Regions from separate parts of the Sus scrofa genome. Here all the other regions are linked to region 3. Evidence: chromatin contacts called from public HiChIP or PLAC-seq and promoter capture Hi-C data. All regions are on one chromosome and are shown on one strand. The core of a region is the stretch at or near the end of the contact, and the rest is flanking DNA. Distances in the headings are between cores, read along the strand shown.

Region 1 (2,700 bases), core at 153-2,652, 380 kb after region 3:
CTGCCCTGGATTGAGACTGGCTCAGGCGGCCACTCAGATGGCCACGCTGTTGGGAATCCGGTCTGGGGACAAGTAGTAGTATGGCAGCTTCTTGTCCTTGTTGCGCTCGGCGATCACGCTGACGATGGCGTCGAGGTTCTTACGGAATCGGGCCATGGCCTCCTTTACAGGCTTCTCGGTGAAATGCTCCTCTGGGTACATGCCCAGGAACAGCTGAGGACCCAGACAAGCACAGAGAGACCGGTTAAGCCACCATGAGACGAGGGAACTGAAATTGTTTCACACTCAGGGCTGTGAAAGGCGGGAGAAACATCCCGTGCTATGGATGGGATTTCGGATTTCATTTGCAGAGGCCAATTCAGTCTCAACATTCTTTTTTTTTTTTTTTTTTTGTCTTTTTGCCTTTTCTAGGGCCACTCCCGCAGCATATGGAGGTTCCCAGGCTAGGGGTCGAATCAGAGCCGTAGCCACCGGCCTACACCAGGGCCACAGCAACGCAGGATCCAAGCTGCGTCTGCAACCTACACCGCAGCTCACAGCAACACTGGATCCTTAACCCACTGAGCAAGGCCAGGGATTGAACCTGCAACCTCATGGTTCCTAGTAGGATTCGTTAACCACTGAGCCACGATGGGAACGCCCGTCTCAACATTCTTTGACAAAGTAATTCCCTCTAGTCCTATTGAATACATGTGCCAAGAACCCATATACAAAGATGTTGGTGAGGGACCAACACGTTAGCAAAGGCCCCAAAACTATGCAGATGCCAACAAATGCCCATGAGCCTGGGGCTGGCTGAACTGGCCAGTCATTCTGAGCAGCTCTGAACCAAAGCCATGGGGGTTATGTCTACTGAGAGTGGCTTTGGGATTGGGTTCAGCAAGGCGTAGGTGCCTGGGAATGTCGCAAGGGATGCCCAGGAAACTTAGTCCTCACTTCTGGGGTGTCAGGAAGAAACCCACATGAAAGAGCTCGGTCACTGGCAGGGGTGGTGGGTGTGCCCTTGTGGGGAGCGTCACAGGGCAGCCCTGGCCCCTGCACTCCTGCCGGGCCAAGGACCTTGTGGGCCGCTCCAGCCTGCACGTCAGGTTTCCTGTCCAGCAGGAGTCCCAACCTGTGTCCTGAATCACAAAGCCCTGAGGCTGAGAAATAGGTTAAACCAGGGCAACCCAGTCTCACCTCGTTGTCCTGGAACTGGCTCAGCGCCCACACGGCGCCCAGATGCCAGCAGGAGCGGCCACGGTCCGGCAGCGTGTCCACGATCTGCTCGATGGTGACCACACCCTTGGCCGTTGGTGGCGGGGCACGCATGGTTGGGGGCGCATTGGGGATCCAGGAGCACCAGTCGTACTGCAGAGGCAGCCACCGACACGTGGGGGCGCCTCAGCAACGCAGCGCTGTACCACCGTCTCCTGCGTCTGCTCCCAAGCCCCTCCTCCCGCTCCAGCGGCCCCGCCCCTTCCCCCAGGCCAGCGCGGGGGAACTCGGATTAGGTTCCTGGCGCTGAGGCTGCCCGGCCTTTCTCCGCCCCTGCCTGTCTGTCTGGAGGAGGAAGAGGGGTGCCCCACCTCCCCGGGGGCCCTCAAAGGCAGTTAAGGTTGTTCCCTGTGATTCCCGCCCACAGAGCTCGCCCTGCCCTCACCCACCTGGCCGAAGTTCACGGCGCGTGCTGGGCTGAGGCGTGAAGATCACCACGGTCAGGTACTCAGTCAGCTTCTCTTTGGTCTTGATGGACTTGGGGAAGCCTAAGGCAGAGCCACAGGCTGGCTGAGGCCCTCACGTTGGAAGGGACCGGCAGACACGCAACCCCACTCCAACCAGCTCCCTGAGTTCCCCCAGTGCGTGCTGGAGGGCCCAGGCTGGGCAACCTACACTGGGAGGAACAGCCACTTGGCCCGGTGTCCCTGCTGTTTCTGATCCGGCTCTCAGGGCCCAGCACCACGTGCTGAGATGGAGGCCACCACTGCCCAAGAAAGCGGCACAGGGAAGAGCAGAAGACGGGAGGGGAGGTCCTCACCTGAGGCCTTCTTGCCTCTCATGCCATACACGTAAACGTCGTTCACGAAGTCCTGCAGCTCCTGGTCATCCTCCACCACCTTGTCGCTCTCATAGTAGATATCCACCACCTCAGCCGTGAACCTGGCCCGGGAGGAAGGCCCAGGTAGGTGTGTGTGACCCAGATGGGGTCGGCAGAGCTGTGCCCTTGGACCCTGAGGCAGGGCCCCATCAGTGACCCTGTCACCTACTCCTTAATGTCCAGACTCAGGTCCACTCCCAACCCCCACTGCCCAGGCATACCCCTGCTCCTCTATGGGTGTCCTGACAATGGAGCCAGGCCCCAGCTGTCCAGGGGGTGGGCTGGGTCCATCAATGCCACGTCCACTCCTCCTATAGGACCACCCCCCTCTTTCTGCCCAGAGCGGGTCCCACAGCCCTGGCACTCACTTCTTGATGGCCTCCCACACCAGCAGCCCGTCGTCCCGGTAGAAGTAGGTGGGAATGTCTTCTTTGCTGTCCATGCCCCGGGCCTTGATGTTCTCAGGGAAGCACAGGGAGGCATAGGTCAGGTCCTGCATGGCCCTCTGCACCATCTGCACATGCCCACCACCTCCTGTGGCATTGGCCTTAAATGGGAGGGGAGCCACAACACTGTGAGCTGAGGCCTGTTCCTCCTCTCCAGCCTTAATAGCCCTAAAGCTC
Region 2 (2,700 bases), core at 51-2,550, 410 kb before region 3:
ATAACTGCTGTAAAAGGAAAGTACAGGATTCTGTATGACAAAATAACAGAGGAGGCTAAATGACAATGTGGAGTTAGGCATGAGGTGTAGAGGCCTCTTGATAAAGTGATATTTGACCCAGTATCTGAAGGATAAAGAGGAGTTAACAGGCCAAAAGTGAACATTTTGCAAAGAAACAGCATGTGTAATTTCTAAGGCTGGTAGGAGCTGGTGTGTTTGGAAAAATGGAAGAAGGCTGGAGCAGAAGTTTTGATTTTATTTTACATGAATATCAGAGTTAAAGGAGATAATAATGACTCCATTTATTGTGTAAATTCTACAGAATATCTTGTCACACTCTACAAGGCTTAATCATCTGAGAAAACAGCGTCTTCATTGTCCTCCTTTAAGCACTGGGGCTCTGTGGCATGCGCTGGATTCTGGTTTGGAGGTCTGGTTGTATACGTGCATACCCGGGAGGGGAAGAGGCATAAGTGAAGATGGAGGGTAGACAAGGGCCAGATCACACATGGCCTGGAAAAACGAACTTAAATTTGTCTCCAAGTGTAATGGAGTGACTCTGAAGCGTTTTAAACAGGCAGAAGACGGGCATGGCTCAATTTATATTTGTAAAAGACACCTGGGCTGCGGTATGGATAAAGGATTGGAGGAAACAGTGCAACACGGACATGTTGGGACACGTACGGATGAAAAGTGACAGGAGCCTGGAACAGGGTGACAGCAGTGAAGATGGATGCTACATAGGAAATCTTTGTTACGGCATTTCAATGCAGACTGCTCAATTTCCTTCACATACTCCCACTTTATCATACCCATGCCTGCAGTAGCTGTGACATATATACCGATTCTCTTTTCAAATAACAACGCTACTGTTTCAATCGAGATCAAAGGCCGAGCTGATTCTGCGCGTGGGGGCAGAACGCAAAGCCGAAAAGTTGACACTCACTCGCCAGTTCGCCCGCCTCACGCACACCCAAAGGTTGGGACCCCAGGTCCCCCCAGATGAGCGCGCCGCAGCGTCATTTCCGGCGCAGGTGGGCTGGCACGCAGGGCGCGCGCTCCGCCCGAGGGCCGGCTCCTGGCTGCCTGAGCGAATGGGCTCCTTCACCCCAGCCAGGAGTCAAGGAGGGGTCGGGGCCGCCTGGGGAGCCCCAGCGGGCCCCAGACGTGTCCCGACCGAGGATCAACCCGGCCGCCAGAACACTCACCCCAGGGCCGCGCGGCCACCCGTACCGACACGTAGATGCAGCGGCCGCCGCCAGCACGGTAGAACCGGACGGGGCCGGCCGCGGCGCATGCGTCTTCCGTCCGCCTTAAGCACCGCCCCCAACAGGAGCCATTGGGCTGGAGCGGCTGGGGCCTGTGGCGCATGCGCCGGCCTCTAGGGTTTATTTTGAACTGCGAGCGAAGCCACATTGTATCATGCAACCCAGCCCTTCTACGTTCTAGTAGGTTGTGAATGTTGTCTAGGCTGATGACCAGTGGTTTGTGGCCGGCGCCTTACTCGTGGTGAAAAATACCTCTCTGGGAAGACGGTTATAAGAATTAAAGGGCATGTTTCCAGAGAAAGAGAGAGGTATACGAGTGTGCGGTGCTAACGTAAGTGCTTACATTAAAACCGTGAACCCTAAAGAGAAGGTAAGCTTGGCGAAGAGAGCTGGAGAACGTTACAAGTTTTAATATCCACGCGAAGTAGACGTTGTGACCTCTCTTTGGTCATCTGGCACGGCTGTTAGCAAGTGAAGAATAGGAAGAGGACTGATTTACCTCTGTTCCCCCTCTCCATCCGCCCCGCCACACACACACAGTTGGTAGTGTGTGTGCAAGTGGGCCTACAGGAATGTCTTGATTGCATTAGAGAGTCAGTCATTTAATATTTATCCTCAGGTCAAAGAGGTGAGGACGATTTTGAGCAAGGTGAGAGTTTAGCTTAGAGCATTTGAAGAAATGAAATGTTCACGCACAGGTTCAGAACAAAGGGAGGAAATTGAGCGCCACCTGAGCAAGGAGTAACCCAGAATGGGTGACAGTTGTGCCACACAGCAACTTCTTAGCCTGGGGATTCCTGCTCCAGGAGAGGTGGATTTTCCAGGGGCCAGAGCCTTAAGTCCTTTGGGAGTGGCAGTGGTTGTGGGAGGACGTTTGAGGACTAGGTAGGGAAATGTCTTCCTCATTTTGAAGCCTGAAGGTGGACAAGAAAGGAGAGTTGGGAAGTGTACTTGATTATGCTCAGTGTATTCTCCCGTTAGCAGTGCCAACCTACATGTCTGGAGCCATTGCACAGGAAAATATAACTTGTTCTTTAAAAAGAAATAATTGTAGTGATCTCTTGAATAGAATAAAATACTGGAAACAGTAACACATTGGTAAGATATTAGTTCTAATGCTTGGCTATGAAATCAGATTCTCCCAGATATATAGTGGTTCCCAACCATTTTGAAAATGAAGTCCCCTTTTTAATGTGTACTATTTTGGTGAGCCCCTATGTATCATTCAAAATTTGGACAAGATGCAGGTGGTACACTGAGACTGGGTAGTTGAGGAAAATTTATAATGTTTACAAAGGTGTAGGCAGGGTTTAGGAAAACAACTAAGGATGGCATAGTAACCCTGGGGTTAGCAAGAGACCAGGAGCCTCTCTTCCCATCTGTTTTGTGCTAAATTGCATCCCCTTAAATTCATTTGAAATTCTGACCCCCT
Region 3 (2,700 bases), core at 148-2,647:
GAAGGACCTTTAAAATATATACATTTTAATAAACTATATGTATTTTTGATACATATATATCTCCAATCAAGTCCAATCAGGATAAAGCTCAAACCTCTTAGCATTGCCCAATATGATCTGATCTTTGTCTACTTCTTTGCAATCCCATCTCTCACTGCTCTCTGGACAACCTACATCAGCTGCACTGTGGGATCACTTCCTTAACTTCCTCTTCATCTAAATAACTCATCACTCTTCAGTCCTCAGAATAAGATCCTCACCTTCTGGCTAGGAGATTATCTTTGACCTTCAAACTAGATCAGGCACATCTGACGTCTTATCCTAACTATCTGTCTCATATACTGGAACATCCATTACCCTTTATTATATTTACCTCTGCCATTGTCTACCTCTTCTGATAGATTTTAGGGTCTGAAAACAGACCAAGTTACCTTTGTTCACCACTGTATGTCAAAGACGGGTGTAAAGCCAGTAAGACTAAGGGCTCTCCACCCAGAGACTGAGAATTAAAACTGAGGACAGCTGTGACTTTCTTTGTAACTTTCTTTATATCTAGAGACTGAAGCTTCAGGTAAAAGATTAAACCTCCTTAACGACCAAGGCAATTCCAATTAAACCCAAGGAAAGCAAACAGGTGGAGTCTCTCGCCGCTTCCCATGCTGAGTGACTGCTTGTCAGGGGTTCTCACACCACCAATCGCCACGGGGAAAATGGGGCCCCATTCCCCGACTAGTGGCCTTGATGGCTCAGCAAGGGGACCTCAGCGTTCAGAGTGATGCATACAAGACCAGAAAATGGGGGGCTGTAGTCCCTGGGTCCTCGGAGACCAAGAAGAGCTTTGGGCCAAGGCGAAGGACAAAGAGCTTTATTTCCCCACGTACCAAGCGAGGTGGCGCTGCCTCTGTGCGGTCCCGCCCGCCCCGAGACGCAGCCTGACGAGGACGGCGGGACCCTGAACTGCACGGGAGCGTCCTTGGAATCGAGGACGCGCCTCTGCCTGCTGGGGAAGCTCCGGGCGTCCGAGGCGGCCGGCGGAGAAGTTGCAGCGGCGCCCCAGCGGGGTCGCTTGGTGCAGGGCTCACAGCCGGGGCCCGCACTCATGCTGGGACCCGCAGCGAACAGTCCCCGGGCCAGCCAGGGCGGAGAGCCTCATTCACTAACCCGGAGAGGGACGGACTGCGCCTCCTTCTCGGCGCCTCCCGGCACCATGCCCTCTCTGCTGCTGCCTGCGTCTGCAGCTGCTGTTCCGTAGGCCTCCCGAGCCAGGCCCTATCCAGTCGCCTGCCTTCCCTCTTCCACAGGCACCCCACCTGCCTCAGGATGCGCCGCTTTGATTTTCTTGCTCCGTTCACTTTCCCACCACCGGAAAGCTGCCGTCAGGCGCTTCCGGTTTCCGGGACGTACGCTGTCGCAAAGCGGAAATGTGAGGTTTAGGTGCTGCCGGCGCCCGGAAGGTCAGCGTGTGAAGGAGGTGGTGGTAACGCGGGTTTCACCCGCTGTTACAGAGGAGCAACGGCCGAGCGGACGATCCCGGCCTGAGCAGCGGGGAGAAGCAGACCGGTAGTTTGCTGCAGTACCATGGAGGGCGGTGGAGGAAGCGGCAACAAAACCACAGGGGGATTGGCCGGCTTTTTCGGAGCCGGCGGAGCTGGCTACTCGCACGCGGATCTGGCGGGAGTCCCGCGTAAGTATCGGGCCTAGCTTACGAACATTTCTGACTGGTTCTTGCCACCACGCCAAACCTGCGGCGTGCCCTGTCCTTTTTTTGCTAGCGGTCACAAGCTTCAGTAGCAATCGTGGGGTTGGTGTATCTCCGGGGCCGCTCTTTCGACATCGAACGAATTTTTGGAGCCATAGATCCGGAGAAGGTTTCTGTGGTTGTCCTGGATCATGTCAACCAGGAGATGCTGCATGTTTTCTTCCTTTTATATTCAAGCTTTCTGCCTTCTCTTTCCTCTCGCACATTCCTGTATATTGGGCCTTGTGCTTGGCTCTAGGTGAAAAAGAAAACCCCCTTCTGCAAGTAAATGCATTCCAAATACCGAGTTCATAGATAACTTTTTAGCTCAAAGTCGCATATTCTAAAACCACAAGTAGCCGTCAGGGCCACTCATGCATACAGGGGAGAAAGAAACATGATTCGAGACAACTAGGGGAACACGGAAGAGAGCTGAATTTTAAAGGTAATTTATAGACAAGAAAGAAGCCAATATGAATTTTAGGAAGGGAAATACGTACAATCGAGGGTGCTGGAAGCACGAATGCCCTGCCTGTGCGCTCCTCAGTACAAAGAATGTGTATTCTAGATCTTTGAAATTATCTAACTGGGTATTCAACTGGATGACTAGAACTTGGACCTAAAAATAGGAAGTTGGTGGAGGATAAGCGTTTTATAAAACTATTTTCTCTTTTAAGAATTTTCGTACTACTTCTTTAGGTCTTTTATGCTCAGAAACCAAAAAAGCTTTTTTTTTTTTAAACACGCTTAGAAGTTCCTAGTGTGACCTGTATCAAAACTGAATTTAGGGCGTAGTTTGTATATGATAACTTATAGAACAGAACTGTAGGGAGTTTGTGTATAATAAGTCACAGGAGCTCCGCATTTGGAGCACAAAGGGCTCTGCTTTAATGTGAAAAACCATTGTTACATTAATTGAAATTTGAAGGTAAATTAAAAGATGGAGTCAATACCATTTATTG

What was found. Promoter capture Hi-C pulls out the DNA fragments that hold promoters and counts their contacts. HiChIP or PLAC-seq counts read pairs in DNA pulled down with a chosen protein or histone mark.
Region 1: a contact with region 3 is called in a promoter capture Hi-C map of fetal liver, with 3 times the contacts expected there. The contact joins the enhancer-like site here to the promoter of PARG in region 3. A contact is called at or near these places in 2 of 5 promoter capture datasets (fetal liver and liver), 6 of 47 Hi-C or Micro-C datasets (alveolar macrophages, blood, embryonic fibroblasts and 3 more) and 2 of 2 datasets of contacts at active chromatin or transcription factors (alveolar macrophages and skeletal muscle).
Region 2: an H3K27ac HiChIP or PLAC-seq map of alveolar macrophages shows a contact between it and region 3. The contact joins the promoter of ERCC6 here to the promoter of PARG in region 3. A contact is called at or near these places in 1 of 5 promoter capture datasets (fetal liver) and 1 of 2 datasets of contacts at active chromatin or transcription factors (alveolar macrophages).

The regions. Positions count from the first base shown.
Region 1 is chr14:90,859,674-90,862,373 of Sscrofa11.1, forward strand. ALOX5 (arachidonate 5-lipoxygenase) reads right to left here. Exons shown (of 15, transcript XM_021072736.1): 10 at 2,446-2,624; 11 at 2,018-2,139; 12 at 1,670-1,745; 13 at 1,647-1,668; 14 at 1,180-1,350; 15 at 1-213. The coding sequence ends at 34. Among named protein-coding and RNA genes, the nearest start is that of ALOX5, 46 kb to the right of the region's middle. Within about 2 kb of position 1,403, at least 23 of the 83 cell types and tissues checked have an H3K27ac peak or open chromatin away from gene starts, as enhancers often do. A contact at or near this core is called in fetal liver, liver and subcutaneous adipose tissue, where this site is marked.
Region 2 is chr14:90,074,611-90,077,310 of Sscrofa11.1, forward strand. ERCC6 (DNA excision repair protein ERCC-6) reads right to left here and starts at 1,301. Exons shown (of 23, transcript XM_021073703.1): 1 at 1,209-1,301.
Region 3 is chr14:90,479,618-90,482,317 of Sscrofa11.1, forward strand. It overlaps PARG (poly(ADP-ribose) glycohydrolase), which reads right to left and starts at 1,398. Exons shown (of 18, transcript XM_005671222.3): 1 at 1,311-1,398. LOC100157391 (mitochondrial import inner membrane translocase subunit Tim23) reads left to right here and starts at 1,338. Exons shown (of 7, transcript XM_001926555.6): 1 at 1,338-1,684. The coding sequence starts at 1,579.